2 separate regions of the Sus scrofa genome follow, and region 2 is linked to region 1. Evidence: chromatin contacts called from public HiChIP or PLAC-seq data. All regions are on one chromosome and are shown on one strand. Each heading gives the region's core, a stretch centred on a gene start, on an enhancer-like site or on the middle of the called end of the contact. The rest is flanking DNA. Distances are from core to core; before and after follow the strand shown. Region 1 overlaps MAF (transcription factor Maf). Region 2 overlaps WWOX (WW domain-containing oxidoreductase).

Region 1 (7,384 bases), core at 3,101-5,600:
TTGGCAACTGCTGACCACTGGCGAGTCATTATCTGGTGCAAATCCTTTCGATCCTACAATTGCAGTAGCCTGTACCTGGATATGGATTTCTCTTTGGGTTTTAATCCCCAAAAGCTGTGTCCAGGAGAGGAGGACAGACCTGAAAACCACACCGGCAGTTGGTGGGAAGGAAAGGGAGAAACACACTTTTGTGGGTATCTCACTTTCTTGCTTCCTTTTTTTTAATGGTCATACCCAAGGCATGTGGAAGTTCCTGTGCCAGGAATCGAACCCGCACCTTGGCATTGACCAGAGCCACTGCAGGCAGATTCTTAACGCACTGTGCCACAGCAGGAACTGCCATTTCTTTCTTTATAATCTCTTAAAACATAACACTTATGTTTTATTACATAATCTTTAATAGGAAATAAAAATTTATGAATTATGTTATCTATTAAAATTATCATTTACTAAAATGATATCTTACCTATGTAAATTAGATAAGAAATATATACCATGTATTAAAAGTATGTCATATACTTTTATATGTATAATATATAAGTTTAATATATCTTATAAAACATAAGACAGAATATAAAGCATAATATAATTTGAATAATTGTCTGTTGTCAGCCAGTACAAGCCAGTATAGTAGTGAACTGAAGCTTCCTTGTCACTGGTTAAAGAGCCGATTGTTAAATTTTCAGTTACTTTGCAAGCCAGTTGATTTCACATTGGTGACTTGAAATTAGCCATGGTGGGAACCTCGACACCAGAGAAACTGGCAAATATTACAAACCAGGGTTTCCATCTGATAATAAGCTGGTGAGCTTATTGTTAGACATTTATAAGCATACCTGTGCGTGTGTGTGTGTGTATGTATATAAGCTTTGTTGAGCCTTGTGCTAGTCACCCCACATGTATTATTTTATTTAACCACCACTGCAGTCTACTAATACTGGAATTTCCTAGTGATAGGATCTTCATCTTGTTGGGCCTGGTGGGCAGTTGCCCAGGTTGTCTACTGAACAACTCAAGGACCAATCTTCACATCAGACCTTTTTTGCCTCTGGACCTTAGTCCCCTCACCTGCACAGTGGGGAGAATTGTCCCCACTGCACAGCCTCACTCTGAGGATGCTAAGAGATCAGGACACACAAGCTCAACACCTCCAGGGAGCCTGTGAGACTAGGGAGCGGCAGGGACTGTGGCAACCTGGGGACATATGTCCTGTCCAAAGGAGAAGCTCTCGCCCATCACTGCCACATGCAAATGGAAGGGACAGTGATGCTGATGGATCTGAGTTACTAAGAAGGAAGAAGAAAAAAAATCTAGATTTTTTTTTAAATGTTAAATGTCTATTTTTTCAAACAGTGTGAGTCTGACTTATGGCCCTGTATTAGATTACGCATGTGATGCCACCTCCCAGTGGGTGGCACACAGAAGGACCCAGGTGTATGTTGATGAGGGGCAGTGAGCAGAGGACAGTATGTGGAAGTTTAAATAGTCCCTCTGGACTGCACACAGAAGGACCCTGCCTATCATGGTCTAGAGCTACGTCTCTCTCCTCTCTAGGTTCACTAAGGGGCTTTGACCCATGCTGCCAGGGCTTCCCTAACAAAGGGCCTCAGATTGCATGCTTCAAGAGGCCAAAATGGCTCACCTTATGGTTCTGGAGGGCAGAAGTCCAAGGTCAAGGTGTGGCATTGGCTGGCCATCTTCAGTGTCTTTGCCTTGTGGAAGTGTTCCCCCCATCTCTGCTTTCCTGTTCACCTGGGCTTCTCTCTGTCTTCATAGCTGTGTCCACATTTCCCATGTTGATAAGGACCCAGTCATATTGGCTTAGGGGCCACCCCACTCCAGTATGGCCATATCTCTAATTACAACTGTACTAACCCTTCTTCCAAATAAGGACCTAGGGGCTAGGACTTGAGCCTAGGAATGTGGGGGGTGAGGGAACATAATTCCCCCCCGTAACACCAGCTAAGGAAACAGAGCCCTGATCCGCATCACTCTCGTCACGTGAGTCCCGCTGAGGAACCCCTCCCTCCAGGCATTCCTGCCAAGTAACTTGACATCATGTTTCTTTGAGCAGAAAAGACCTGATCTTTCCAACTGCCGCTGATGCAAATAGAGTCATAGTCTGAGAGCCTGCAGAGGTAGCGCTTTCAAGTCAGAAAACAGGAGTGCATCAGAGAGGAGAGACACACACACTCACAGCTTTTGGTGAAGGTCTCTAATTATAACTCTTAAGAAGCACTGCCAATAAGATCACTCTGTGTATGTAAACTAAGAGCCAGGGAGATGAAATGATTACTCCACAGGTATCTATGAGTAGAAGACCCAGGAATAGCTAAGTATTTAAGAAGAAGATATATAATGTATGTATGTATACTCTTGAGATGTATTTTGTGCTCACTACATAAATGAAGGAACTGAGTGTGGTACAAAGAAGTTAAATAACTTGCCTAGTGTTCCTGGGCTCAGGATATGGCCCAAGTGGAATCCATATCCAGGCCGCGGGCTCCTAAGCCCTTCCTCTTTAGCCACTCTGCTCAGCCTGTGTATTAGAATTCAGGACTCAGGGCTCGCCACCCTGCTGCCTTCTTTACCAAATACTGGGACAGCGCTGTAAGGTTGAGCAGGTTGTGCACTGCACAAAGGTGAGGAGCTGAGTGAGGACAGAAATTCACTTTTGATTCATACTTAGCACCAAGCTATTTGCCCTGAAGTGGGGGTGGGTAGGGGACACCCTCTTCTAATTCAAATAAAGGTGCCTTGTGGGTTAGTTGCACCGTGCAGGTTCTCAGTCATAACAGAGAGAAAGAATGGATTTAGGGTTTGATGGAGAATGAAGGAGGGAGGTAAGAGGGCCAGGGCAAGTGGGCAAAACAGAGCTCTGTGCTTAGAAGTGAGACAGCAGCTCTGGGCCACCCTTAGCATAATGAAGCAGGATGGTGGGTATTTGTTTATCCAGAAGCACCCATCAAAGCCTTCTGGAGGGGAAGCACCCTCTCCCCTGCCGGGCCCATTCTGAAAGCTGGTTTCTTTGTGCAAGCTCATCCCAGCGCTAGAATCTCCCAAGCTGGGCATCGGGCAGAGTCAAGTGAAGCTTGGGACCTGAGTGTCTCACTCTACCATTCAACTGGTACCCCTTAAAAATGCGCTTCAAGCTGGGTGGAGGACTCCTCTGGCGGTGGAGGGAGGTGCCCTAGGTGAGAACAGGGGAGACAGGCCATGAGCTAGGGGCATCAGAGCCGTGGGCTGGGACAGTTCTGCCCAGGGAGGTTCCAGATCAGGGAGCGGGGTTCTAGAGAGAATGTCCGGTCTGGGCTGGTCAAGCAGGGCAGGTGTTAACACCAGTGGCGGGTTGTCCAACAGAGACCCAGAGCCCCTGCTAGCCCCCCAGGAAGAGAGCAGACAGGGTCCTGCGGCTGAGGCTTTCAAAAGGAGCAGCCTCTGGGCTGAATATAGCTCCGGCTTATTTCGTAGTAAATTATTCAGATGTTAATTGCATTGTCAACAAAGCCACTACCTTTTGTTTCCTTTCCAGTGATCTTCATAAAATGTATGGGTGCAGGGAGAAGGGAGCAGAAAGCCAAAGTGGGCAGTGTGGTTGGAGGGCCCTTGTTTGGCTTCTGGAAGGAACGGCTTGTGGTGGACACCGGGCCTGGATCCCAACAGAGCAGCAAGACTTGGGGGTCCCAGCCCAGACCTCCAGGCTAACAGTGTTCCTTTCCTGCTCTCCTCTTGTCCCACCCCAGCCAATTGTTGAGATCCCTCCAGCCAGAGCCACACGTTAGGGTGACATCCTTGCGGGGGCTGAGCTGGATGGAAAAGCCTTTGAAGGTTGCATGGACCCCTGGGGCCGGGCAGATGTAGGAGCTCACAGACAGGCCCGCTCAACTGTTTGGATATGGTTTCGGCACCAGATACAGAGGGGACCAGGGATCGTGGTTTTCCCTTCTCTGCACCCCTGCCCTGGTACCCAGGGGTGGGAGTTTGCAAAGTGTGGTGAGGAGCCCAGGGCTCCAGGAACAGGCTGCTCAGCTTGGCTGCACACAGTGGGGTCTGAATTTACCATGTGCATCGAACCCACTTAAACCCCGAAGAGCCAACCTGCTTTTTCACTCCCCTGCTGCCTCCTTTGGAAGTGACTGCTGTCCTAATTAAAAGCGAATGGCTTAATCTGGTGGCATCAGGCAAGGGCAGCACTTTGCAGAGGGGAGGCCTCTGCCAGGGCACAAAAAAAGCCGGGCAGATGAGGCTGAGGGAGCACAACAAGGCCCACCAAGTCAAGGAGACTGTCCCCTCCATGGGTTCCCTATGTCGTGTGCACAGCAGATGTCCCGCCCGTGGACAGGAGATGGGTGTTGACTCATTACAGAAGGATATGAATTTGCCCAAAGATGGGCCAAGCCAGCGTGAGGCTCAGAGTGGGAATTCTGGGAGCTGATGTTCCTGAATGGGGGGGTCGGGGTGGGGGGCAAGGTACCCCCCCTCCCCCGCCAGGAGGGATGTGTCTGGCTTAATGAGCTCCAGGAGGCATTTAAAGGCATTGTGTTGTTTACAGCCTTGTTCTCACCAAAATGAACTATTTCCAGAGCGACTTATTCATGCATTCCTAGGAGTCTCCGTCTCCCTGTCCTTCCAGGAGATGTTCTCAGGCAGCTGTTTCATCACGGCCTCTAATGACCCCAGGGCTGATCCCTCCCTTCCAGGATCTTTGGGGAGGAGTCAGGGCTCTCTCTCCCTCCCTGCCTTTCCCTTCCTCCCTCTCCTGTTCTCTCTCTCCCTGTCTCTCCCCTTCTCTCTCTCCCTCCCCCTTTCTTTTTCTCCTCTCCCCCCTCCGCCTCCCCCCCCCCCCGTCTCTCCCCCGTCTCTCCCCACGTCTCTCCCGCCGCTCTCTCTCCCCCTCCCTCTCCCTCATTCTATCAAGCTCAAGATGGAAGGGGAAATGGCACTTTAAGAACTGCAAGCTAGCAAGGGGACACCATGCTCCACGCGACATCTGTCCTGACACACCTGAGCAGTGGGCAGGTCTGGTGGGCGGCTGGAGGTGGCTGCAAAAAGTGGGTCTCGCCGTGAGCGTGTGCTGCTGTCCCCAGGCAGAGACCCCTGAGACGGGCACATCATCTCAGATGTCACCTCCATGCACAGCACTTGGAGAGGACCCCGGGAACTCCCCTCCCCTAGTCTTTGGATGCAAGTGCAAGGAGCAGAGGTACTGGAGATACTTCATCTGTCTCACTCAGAGCTGGATTTTGAAAGCATCACTAAAGCCTCTTGGAAGTTGCTTTACAAGAGAAAACCTTTGAAGCGAGTTAGAAGCTGTGAGAGATCAGGGCCCCTATTCTTCCCCTCACATCCCATTCATCTGTTCCTTTTACACCTGGCGCATCATCCCCGAGGCTCCTGCCACTGGGGGCCAAGTCCTGGAAGCACTGATGGGGCATACATTCCGATTCCTGCCCGCGAAGAGGTCTTGGTCTAAGAGAAAGCTTCCTAGACAAATAGAAATAGATCATACAGACCAGCCACACCCAGCACAGGGGCCAGGATGGATGGTTCAGAGAGTAGCGCAGAGGCCAGCCAGGAGCTTCCCAGCCAGTCAGAAGGCTCCCTAGGCAAGTGGATCCAGAAAGGAGAAGCAGAAAAGTGGCAGGTGCAAGAGGAGAAAGGAGAAAAGAGGTTTCTGGGGCCCTTGACGCTGGGAGAAGGGGCCTTCTGGGTGTGTAACCGGAGACAGAGACGGCCTGCCCACAGGGTGGTGTCCAGATGTCATGACCTGCCCGCTCTCCAAACATAGTCCCAAGTTACCCAGCTGACATCACCAGCTCCAAATAAATAAATAGGCAAATGAATGAAAAGAATGAAAAAAATGAGTAAGCAAAAGCAGACGCGTTTGCTCAAAGAACCAGGTGGATACGGCCCCAATTAAGGGAGCTGTCCCAGCCCAGGTGAAGTAGCAGCAAATGTTTGGGGCCGCCCAGAACCCAGCAGATGAACAATCCAAGTGCGCCCAGTCCCGAGGGTGGACTGAGGAATCGGAACCAGGCTCTGTCTAAACACAGGTTTTGATTTGCTTCTAGAGTCATTGATTGTGGGATTCATTCAGGTTGCCTGTTCTTCGTGTTTCTTTTTGCTCTCCGAAAACCACAGAGATGGCTGAAATGTCTAGTGGCATATAGTTTGCTAAAGATTTCCTACCTGTTATTTTGTGTGGTCCTCACAGCCAATTTGAAAGAGTGGGCAAATCACTCTGGACTTGTTGGCAGAAATACAACTCATTTGGCTTGGGCAGAAAACATGTTAGTTCAGTGGCTCATACAAACCATTAATCCATGTGTGGTGTTGGCTTCAGGTATAGTTTGATCCAGGAGCACAAGTGATGTCATCAAGATCATTTGCCTCATCTCTTAGCAATGCCTCTTCTTTGTATCAGCTTCATTTCATGACTTTGTTCTAGGCTCCAAGTGTTGGTTCTGGCAGCTCCAGACTCACATCGTCCTTCCTGCTAGCAGATTCCAGAGAGGGAAAAGGGATTTTTTTTTGCTTAAACCTTCCATACAAATCTATGGATTTGTTTTGTCTAGGTTAATCTAGGTCACACGGCCTCCTGGGACCCCATCCCTGTGGCTTCGAGGATGGAACATCAGCGGATTGCTAGGCGGGCTCTGAAGGCTCATCCTTGAGTCATTCGTGTGGTTTAGGGAAATTTGGTGTTCTGATTCGTCAAGACAGTCCCATGCTTTACTCTGAAACTCCCTCTCAGAAGGACTGAGTGTGGATCCTGGGGAAAAATTCCAGTAAGGTTCCAAAAGTAGGAGGTGATGGAGGCAGGGTCATGCACAACAACAAATATACACATGTAATTTTAAAGGTTTTAATTAGCCATACTCAACAAGAGGAAAAGAAATAATTTGTTAAAAGAAATTGAACAGAAAGAATTTGTTAAAGTATATATTTAACTCTGTATACCCCAAAATGTTGTCACTTCCCGGTGTAATCCATATAAAAATTACAAACCAGACCTTTTACATTCTTGTTTTGTTTTGTTTTAATCGTTCTGTCTTAGAGATCCCGTGTGGATTCTTCACTTACAGCACTCTCTCTGGATGCTGAAATGGTATCAGAAACACTGGAGTTCCCTTTGTGGCTCAGTGGTTAACGAATCCGACTAGGAACCATGGGGTTGTGGGTTCTATCCTGGCCTCACTCAGTGGGTTGGGGATCTGACATTGCTGTGAGCTGTGGTGTAGATTGCAGACGTGGCTCGGATCTGGCATTGCTGTGGCTGTGGCATGGGGGCTGGCAGCTGCAGCTCCAGTTGGACCCCTAGCTTGGGAATCTCCATATGCCGCAGGTGTGGCCCTGGAAAAAGACAAAATGACAACAACAACAA
Region 2 (7,384 bases), core at 1,584-4,083, 400 kb after region 1:
AGCACGAAGGCCAGAAGTACACTGAAGAAATACACAACCCCAAACACCGCCCCCCCCAGAAAAAAACCTCACAAATACTCAAGTCTCACCTAGGTGTGGGGCCCTCCAAACTTTAGGAAAACGTGAGTCCCTGCTGTGCCTTTTCATGACGTGCGGTACAGGGAGTCTCGCACTGAAGGCTAAATATAAAACTAAAATACACACAGCTGGACTTTCCAGTATTTTCAAAACACATTTAATACCTACCCAGGAAACTCCCAGAATCCAAGCAGCCCTCATTTTGCACCAGGATAAATAAAGCGGGTGGAACATATGGGCTTTAAAAGGCACTGAAGAAGGAAGAGGAACGTACGAGCGCCGGGCACCCAGGGATCAGACCGTGGATGCGTGCCACGGTCACGCGGTGTCCTCTGCCACACCAGGGCTGTAACGGGAACCAGCAGACCCGGCTGGCGGGGGCTAACGCTCGCCAGGTCTGCCTCTGACCGCAGCCTTTCTGGCTCTGTTCTTATACTCCTGGACCCACAGAAAATGGATGTGACTCAAGTGTGCTGGGCAGACACGAGTGGGTTTTCTGTTATCCCAGGAATCCTCCCTGGAGGAGGCGGCATCCACGATACTGGTCCGTCATCCGGGATTGCTGGGTACTTTCACTCACTGGACAACGCTGTGTGCAGAGGCAGCTATGTGCTCGACGCAGCCTCTCTGTGCGCTGCGAAACAGCAGCGAGCCAGTCAAACAAAACCAGGGCCCGCATCTCGAGGAATCACCTGCCTCGGGTAGAGCGACCACAAAAGTAACAGCAGGCTGGGGTTGGTGATGTGCAGACGACCCTATAGGAGACCGAGGCGTGGTCAGGACAGGGAGCTCTGCAGTGTGGACAAGCTCTTCAAGAAGGTGACACAGGAGGTGGGGGGCCAGCTTCCTCGACAAAGAGAAGAGCAAAGTGCAAAGGCCACATGACAGCTCTAGCATCTGCCCCGATTCCTGCCCGCCCCTTTCACCCAGAGGCTGAGTCTATGCCCCTCCCGTTTAAATCCAGTGGTCTGGGGACTGCTTCGCCCAAAGGTGTACAGTGGAAGTACAGCTGTGATGTCTGGGGCCAGGCCAGGAAAGCCACACAGCTTCGGCTGTGCTGCTGGAAATGTGCCAGGCAGACATGAATGGCTTCTCTGTCATCCCAGGAATTCTCCCTGGAGGAGGCGGCATCCACAATATGGGTCCACCATCCAGGACTGCTGGGTACTCTCAGTGCTTCATAGGAATCCAAGCATGCTGAGTGAGACCACCATGCTGGAGCCCAGCTGAGCCCACCCTCCCCACCAACCTGCCAAGGCCCTGGACACCTGGGAAAAGCCAGCTCAGACCCTCGAGACCAGCCCTCTCCCCGAAAGAACACCACCACGTGACACCCATCCATGGCTACAAGGAACAGGAGACCCAACTAGCCAAGCGCTACGCAGTCCTAACCCAGAAAATCATGTGATCTGATCAGAGTCGCTGTTTCAAGCCAGCCAATTGTGGGCTTGAAACAGTTTGTTTCTTAGCCCTGGATGAGTGAAAGGGGCCCCAGCCAGCTAATGGGAGGATGCAATGAGACCAGATATGTAAGGTTCCTGGCACAGAGCAGGCTCTCGGCATGAGTTAGAGCACGTCCCTGGGACAATAGACTTTGATTGCCTTTTGGTATCATTGCCTATTTTTACACTATGCTGCATTAAATCATAAATTACAAGCGGCTTATCCATGTCTGATTCTTACTGAGCATTTGGCTTTAATGGGCTCTCAACGTTAGAAGATGACACACATGTAGACTGGGGTGGTTTCTCTTCGTGCTCCTTTGAGGACGGTTCTAGAAGGAGGTTCTTCGGTGGGAAAGAGTGGGGTCTGGACTGCCTGGCGAGCCAGGCGTGCATGCCAGGAAGTTTTAAAATGATTTTCTGAGCACCAACATTTTTCTTTGCTAAACAGCATGCATTTTTGAGCTCGAATGCATTTCTGCATTAAGGAGAACAGGCAGTGTCCCTTGGCATGTTTCATCACGGAGTTATTTTTCAAATCAGCATCTCGAAGAGGGTGAAGGCGTGGGTGATGCTGAACACGTGTTTTTGGAGCCAGACTGGGTCTCAGTGTGAAGCCTGGATCTTCCGCTTACAGACGGAGAGAGCCCGGCACGTGGTCGAACTTTTCTAACCTCGGTTTACTCCTCTGTGAAATGGGAATAAACACGGTGCCTCGCTGCCGGTTTGCCTGTGAAGCTTAAATGAGCTGAGATTCATGAGGTGCATAAAAAAGACCTTGCCACAAAATGAGAGCTCCAAATAATTTATCTACTAATGATGGGCATTGCTAGTTCCGCTACGGCCAAGAGTTGTCAGATTTAGCAAATAAAAACATAAGACGCCTGATGACATTTGAATTCCAGATCAACAATGGATAATTTGTCAGTACAGCAGAGCCCCAGTATTCCACGGGGCAGACTTACCCTAACAGTCGTGCATTGTTCATCGGAGATTCAAATTTTACTGGGTGTCCTGCCTCCACCCCTAGATTAGAATGCATGTTATTTATCTCAGCAGCCCATCCCTATAGACTGGGTGCCGGGTTCCCCAGGACCCCTGATCACATTCTCCCCCTCATTTTCTCATCCTTAATAAAATCTTCCATCTCTTTGCTTCTCCCCTCCCATCTCACTGTGGACTGTTGGTCACTAAGACAGGCCCAGAGGCTGCTCTAGAAAGACAAACCCTGTAACTCCTTCTGGAGTGACACCGCTGCAGTTATTACATAAGCAACTCCCTACTGCAGCGCCCTGAGCCTCTCTGCTGAGCGGCTGCCATTTGTACCGTTTCCAAGCTCCTGCTGCAAAGCCACCCCCACTCCCTCCTCATCCCCAGCTTCTCCCTTCGCATCTGAGGTCTGGCTCCACTTGAAGTCTCTCCCTTACCCTGGGCTCACTTTTTTTTTTTTTTTTTTTTTCCCTGCGTAATATAGAGTAGTTTATTACATAAGTGATTTATCGCATGCACCTTCATGTATAAGGAGCAAAACTTGTTTAAAATAAATCCAACCGAGAGGATAATCTCTATGGGCAAAATGTACTCCGGCTTAATTTCTCTACTGGGTATTACACACTATATAATTGCCTTAAACAGAAGCTGCACACACAAATTTAGCTTGGCACCAGTATCTGGCTTCACAGAACACTCAAGTTACATGCTGGGTTTTGCTACAAATCCTTCACTCCACCAGCAGAAACTCCACAGCATCCCTTAAAGAAATAGTCAGCTTGACTCCCCTGCTGAGAAGGGGGGGTGTGGGAGGGCACGGCTGATTGTGGGCTGCATTCCTGTGTCTTTGTCGTGTCTCACCAGCCTGGGTTGGGGACCCCAGCTTCACTCCTCATTCGGACATGTGTGCAGCGACGGAAAGTGGTGCTTCCTGGCTGACATGGGAGGTGGGGTACATGCTTCATTAAAGTTGATAGCGGCCTGTCCTTCCTCCTCCTGTGGATAAATTAATCAACAAGCTCCTGGCTTCATGGACTCACTCCTTCCTTCCTTCCTTCCTTCCTTCCTTCCTTCCCTCTTTCTGGCCACAGACACTGAGCTCCTCTTGGGCCTCGAGGCAGTGCTGGGCCCTGGGCTGTGGGAAGAACAGTGAACCACAAACCCCAGCCCTTATAGGAGTGACAGGGGGACGGGCGGGATGGGCATTAATTAATCACACGTGTCAGTGCGCAATGCAACTGGTGACAGTGCCATGGGAACTCTGAGAGCCTCTGCAGGGGTGGGAGAAGAACTCCGCAAGGGAGAGGCTTTTAGGGGGTGTATGAGCTCCCTACGACTGCTGTAACTGACTACCCAGGTTTGGCAGCTTCAAACTACAAACTTATTTTCTTATAGTTCTGGGGTTCAGAAGTCTGGAACGGTCTCGCTGGGCTAAAGTCAAAGTGTCGGCAGGGCTGTGTTCCCTCGTGGAAGCTCCGGGGAGGGATTCATCTCCCTGTCTCTTCCCGCTTCCTCGGCTCACGGCCCCTCCCTCCATCTTCAAAGAGGACACCATCAGGTCGCAAGTTCTTCATCCCGCCGTCTCTCGTCATGACTTGGTGGCCTCCTTGCGTCTCATGTAAGGAAACCTGTCATTACAGTGGAACCATCTGGATAATCCAGGAGACCCTCCCCCATTTCAAGGTCTGCTGAGGAGCCACTTTAATTCCATCTGCAGCGTCAACTCCCCGTTTGCTATGGGAGCAGACACATCCACAGGGTGTGTGTGGGGGGGTCAGGAGGTGGGCATCTTCGGAGCCATTATTCTAGTACAGATGGGATCCAGAGAGCGAGAAGGAGGAAGAAGAATATTCCAGGCAGAGGCAGAACCCTGTGAAGCAGGTGTTGGTGGCGGGCTGTGTGGACGCAGATGGGGAATGGAGAAAAGAGGGTGAGGGGCCTGAGGCTTACAGGGCGCTGGAGACGGGAGCAGGATCAAGCCCTGGAGGACCTGGCTGGCCCATGAAGGATTCCAGGCTTCATGCTCAAAGCACAAAGAAGTCCTTTAAATATTCTGTCAGAGGATAAGATACGGTGTTGGACTGAAGCTGAGATCGTAGAGGGCCTTGTTTTTCCACTAAGGGAAAAAAGTATGCCAATTAAACTACGGCGTAATATGCTCTTATTCTTTAGACTTTTCTCTCTATACTTCTTCTATCTGAAAGAAGCCTTGGAGATTGAATTCGACCTCTATTTTTGTTACAGACAACTCTTTGGCATACATTGAAAATCTAAGAGGAGGAAAACAATGATACGGCATTCCTAATATTTCTTCCCTTGAAGCATCTCTCTCCTGCATAGCAGTTTAACTCTGAGTCATCGAAGCTCATATTTCTCCATGCACTCGCATCTTCTGTGCCATCGAAAGCCTGGGTGATGCAGCCTTTTTGAAAAGCATCTATTTTAAAAAAAGGAGAAGCACTGGCGCCGGGCTCTCAAGCTGGCTCTCCAATTATGCTGAGCGAATCTGCGTCTGCTTTTTCCACTTCCAGAATGTGGCTCAACCCGCTTGCCCCTCCACCCAGTGGCCCGCTGGTTCCTAGAGGGGTGAGGACTCCAGCATCATCCAGGATTTCCTCTGATGCTGGTGACATGGACCCTGGCAGATTTGTTTACCGGCACTTTGGGTCTTTTTTCACGCAGAAGCAATGGCAAAGCATCACTGCTGGCCACCTACGGGGGCCTTGGCGACATGCTCAGATTTCGGGGTCAGCGGGGGCTAAGAGAGAATAATTTCAGACATACACCCTAAGGTCAAAGATCAGACTGGTGCTTTCAAACGGCCCTGCAACTCAAGCAAGACTTGTCCCTGCATTTCAAGGGAGAAGTGGACAACCATTTATTAACTACAATTAAGGAGCCCTTCAGGGAGGCTGAGCCCTGTGCTCGGCACCTTCCTGCCCCATCGAGTCATCTAATCCTTACTGCAAATGAGGTAATCTAATCCTTACTGGGGGAAGGAGTTATTATTCTTGTACCCATTGTATGCACGAAGGAAGTGAGGCTTAACTAATAAACTAACTCGCGTAGTGGAGCCAAGATTTGAGCTCAAAACGATGCTGGGTTAACCAGCATGCTTCACCACCTCCACTTCTGTATTTCCATCCCAATCCCTCATTGGAAAAGTCTTTAGAAGCACGAGTGTCTCGGAGTCCATTGCATAAACACGTGTGCAGACCTTTTGTGCAGGCAGCGGGCTCTGCTCAGGACCCGAGGACAAAGCATGAAAACCCACAGACCCTCAATGGAGAAGGCAGAGGGGTTGCCAGCCTGAGGGAGGAGAAAAGGAGAACGGACGTGCATTTCCACACGGCGTGGGGCACAAGCGCAAGACAAAAATGTCCTGTCTTACGCACATTGTGCAATTTTTAAAAAAGAATTTTGGAGGTTAAACGTTAGGCTGCAAAACATGCAGAAATTCCCAGGAAGGTGGCGTGAAATCTGCGTGGAAAATCTATTCCGGGTTCCACCCGGTGCCCAGTTGACCTGACCGCTGGGCTCCTCCCTCAAGCCAGCCTGAATATTTCCTTCTAGGGGAACAAAGACAGAAAAGGGTCTAGGAGGGCTGGGAAGGCAAGAAGTAAATACCTGTACAAACCCACCCGACCTCAGGCGTAGTGGGGTGAGCAGGAGCACAAGTCCATTTCACAGGCACCAGTATACACACAGGCTGTTCCTCAGGTGAAGCCCAGAAAGAACAAAGGACCATAAAAGAGTAAAAATAAACTAAAAATCTGGAATTAGGAGGTCGGAGTCCATATGGACACAGAGATAATAGGGAACCTCTCTCTTAAAAAATTCTGTCGCAGGTACCAGGATGAAAATGAGAACAAAATCGAGCCATACATCTCCCAGGTGAACTAAACACAAAAGGCACTTTTTCTCCTGAACTGATCCTGGGGCGCTTTTCAGGAGATGACCGCATAACCATCAACTTTCTTGCTTAGGAGCATTCGCTTTGGAATCCTTGAAAATTCCACTTCGGTTTGGTTTGGGGTCTCTTGGTGAAGGAAGCAGGGATAGGGATCCTTCTTTGCCTCTCTCCCCGGAAGAAAGCACGGCCCCCCCAGCCCCGCCACCCACACAAACCCCTTGAACATATGTCTGTGCTGAGAAGCGAAAGATTGGAGAAACAGATGGCATAATGACTTCAGAATCCGACAGCCAGCTCCGTGGCGGTGCTGTCGGCAGGCAGGACTTGCCAGGGACGCACATCCGAGCGAGGGGCTGCCAAGGAGAACAGACCCACGCCTCGCCCTCCCATCCGCGTGAGATGCTGGTGTTTGAAAACAAGCAAGACGCGTTTTGCAGGAGCAGCAAGTGACGATGCCGCTCTGCAGCATTTAGGGCGCATATGTTGCAGACGGGGAAATATTTTGCAAGCAGTGGCTCTATAAACAGTGCCTACTTTGGGTGTTTTCCATACCGGGCAGGTGGGGAGCAGAAAGGGAACAGCCTGGAGAACTGCAGAGCAACCTGTTTTCATGGGCTGTTTACTTTCTTTGACTGTACCTGTCGGTCCGTTTCAGCCTGGTTCACGTTTGGGGATTGTGAAACACATGGGAATCTCCCTGAATCAACACAATCTCAATTCTAATTCAACTAGCGCCGTCCACGGGCTGCCAGCACTCAAGTGTCCCTCCTTCCACAATCCTTAGAGAGAATGGGCAGGTGTGGGGAGAGGCAAAAAGAGAACCTGAAGCTGCTAACTATGGATCCCGACCCGTGAGTCTGGTCGGTCCCCTGATACGCACCTAACACTGGCATCGGGTCACTGCAGACTCAGCAGGGTTACAGGTGGGGCAGTTGGGGGTCAAGGGTAATCAAAAATCGGG

What was found. HiChIP or PLAC-seq counts read pairs in DNA pulled down with a chosen protein or histone mark.
Region 2: an H3K27ac HiChIP or PLAC-seq map of skeletal muscle shows a contact between it and region 1, with 3 times the contacts expected there. The contact joins two enhancer-like sites. A contact is called at or near these places in 1 of 47 Hi-C or Micro-C datasets (liver) and 1 of 2 datasets of contacts at active chromatin or transcription factors (skeletal muscle).

What each region holds. Positions count from the first base shown.
Region 1 is chr6:8,696,266-8,703,649 of Sscrofa11.1, forward strand. All of the region lies in intron 2 of MAF (transcription factor Maf), which reads left to right. Among named protein-coding and RNA genes, the nearest start is that of MAF, 230 kb to the left of the region's middle. Within about 2 kb of position 4,351, at least 8 of the 83 cell types and tissues checked have an H3K27ac peak or open chromatin away from gene starts, as enhancers often do. A contact at or near this core is called in skeletal muscle, where this site is marked.
Region 2 is chr6:9,097,703-9,105,086 of Sscrofa11.1, forward strand. The region is part of intron 8 of WWOX (WW domain-containing oxidoreductase); the gene reads right to left. Among named protein-coding and RNA genes, the nearest start is that of MAF, 630 kb to the left of the region's middle. Within about 2 kb of position 2,834, at least 11 of the 83 cell types and tissues checked have an H3K27ac peak or open chromatin away from gene starts, as enhancers often do. A contact at or near this core is called in skeletal muscle, where this site is marked.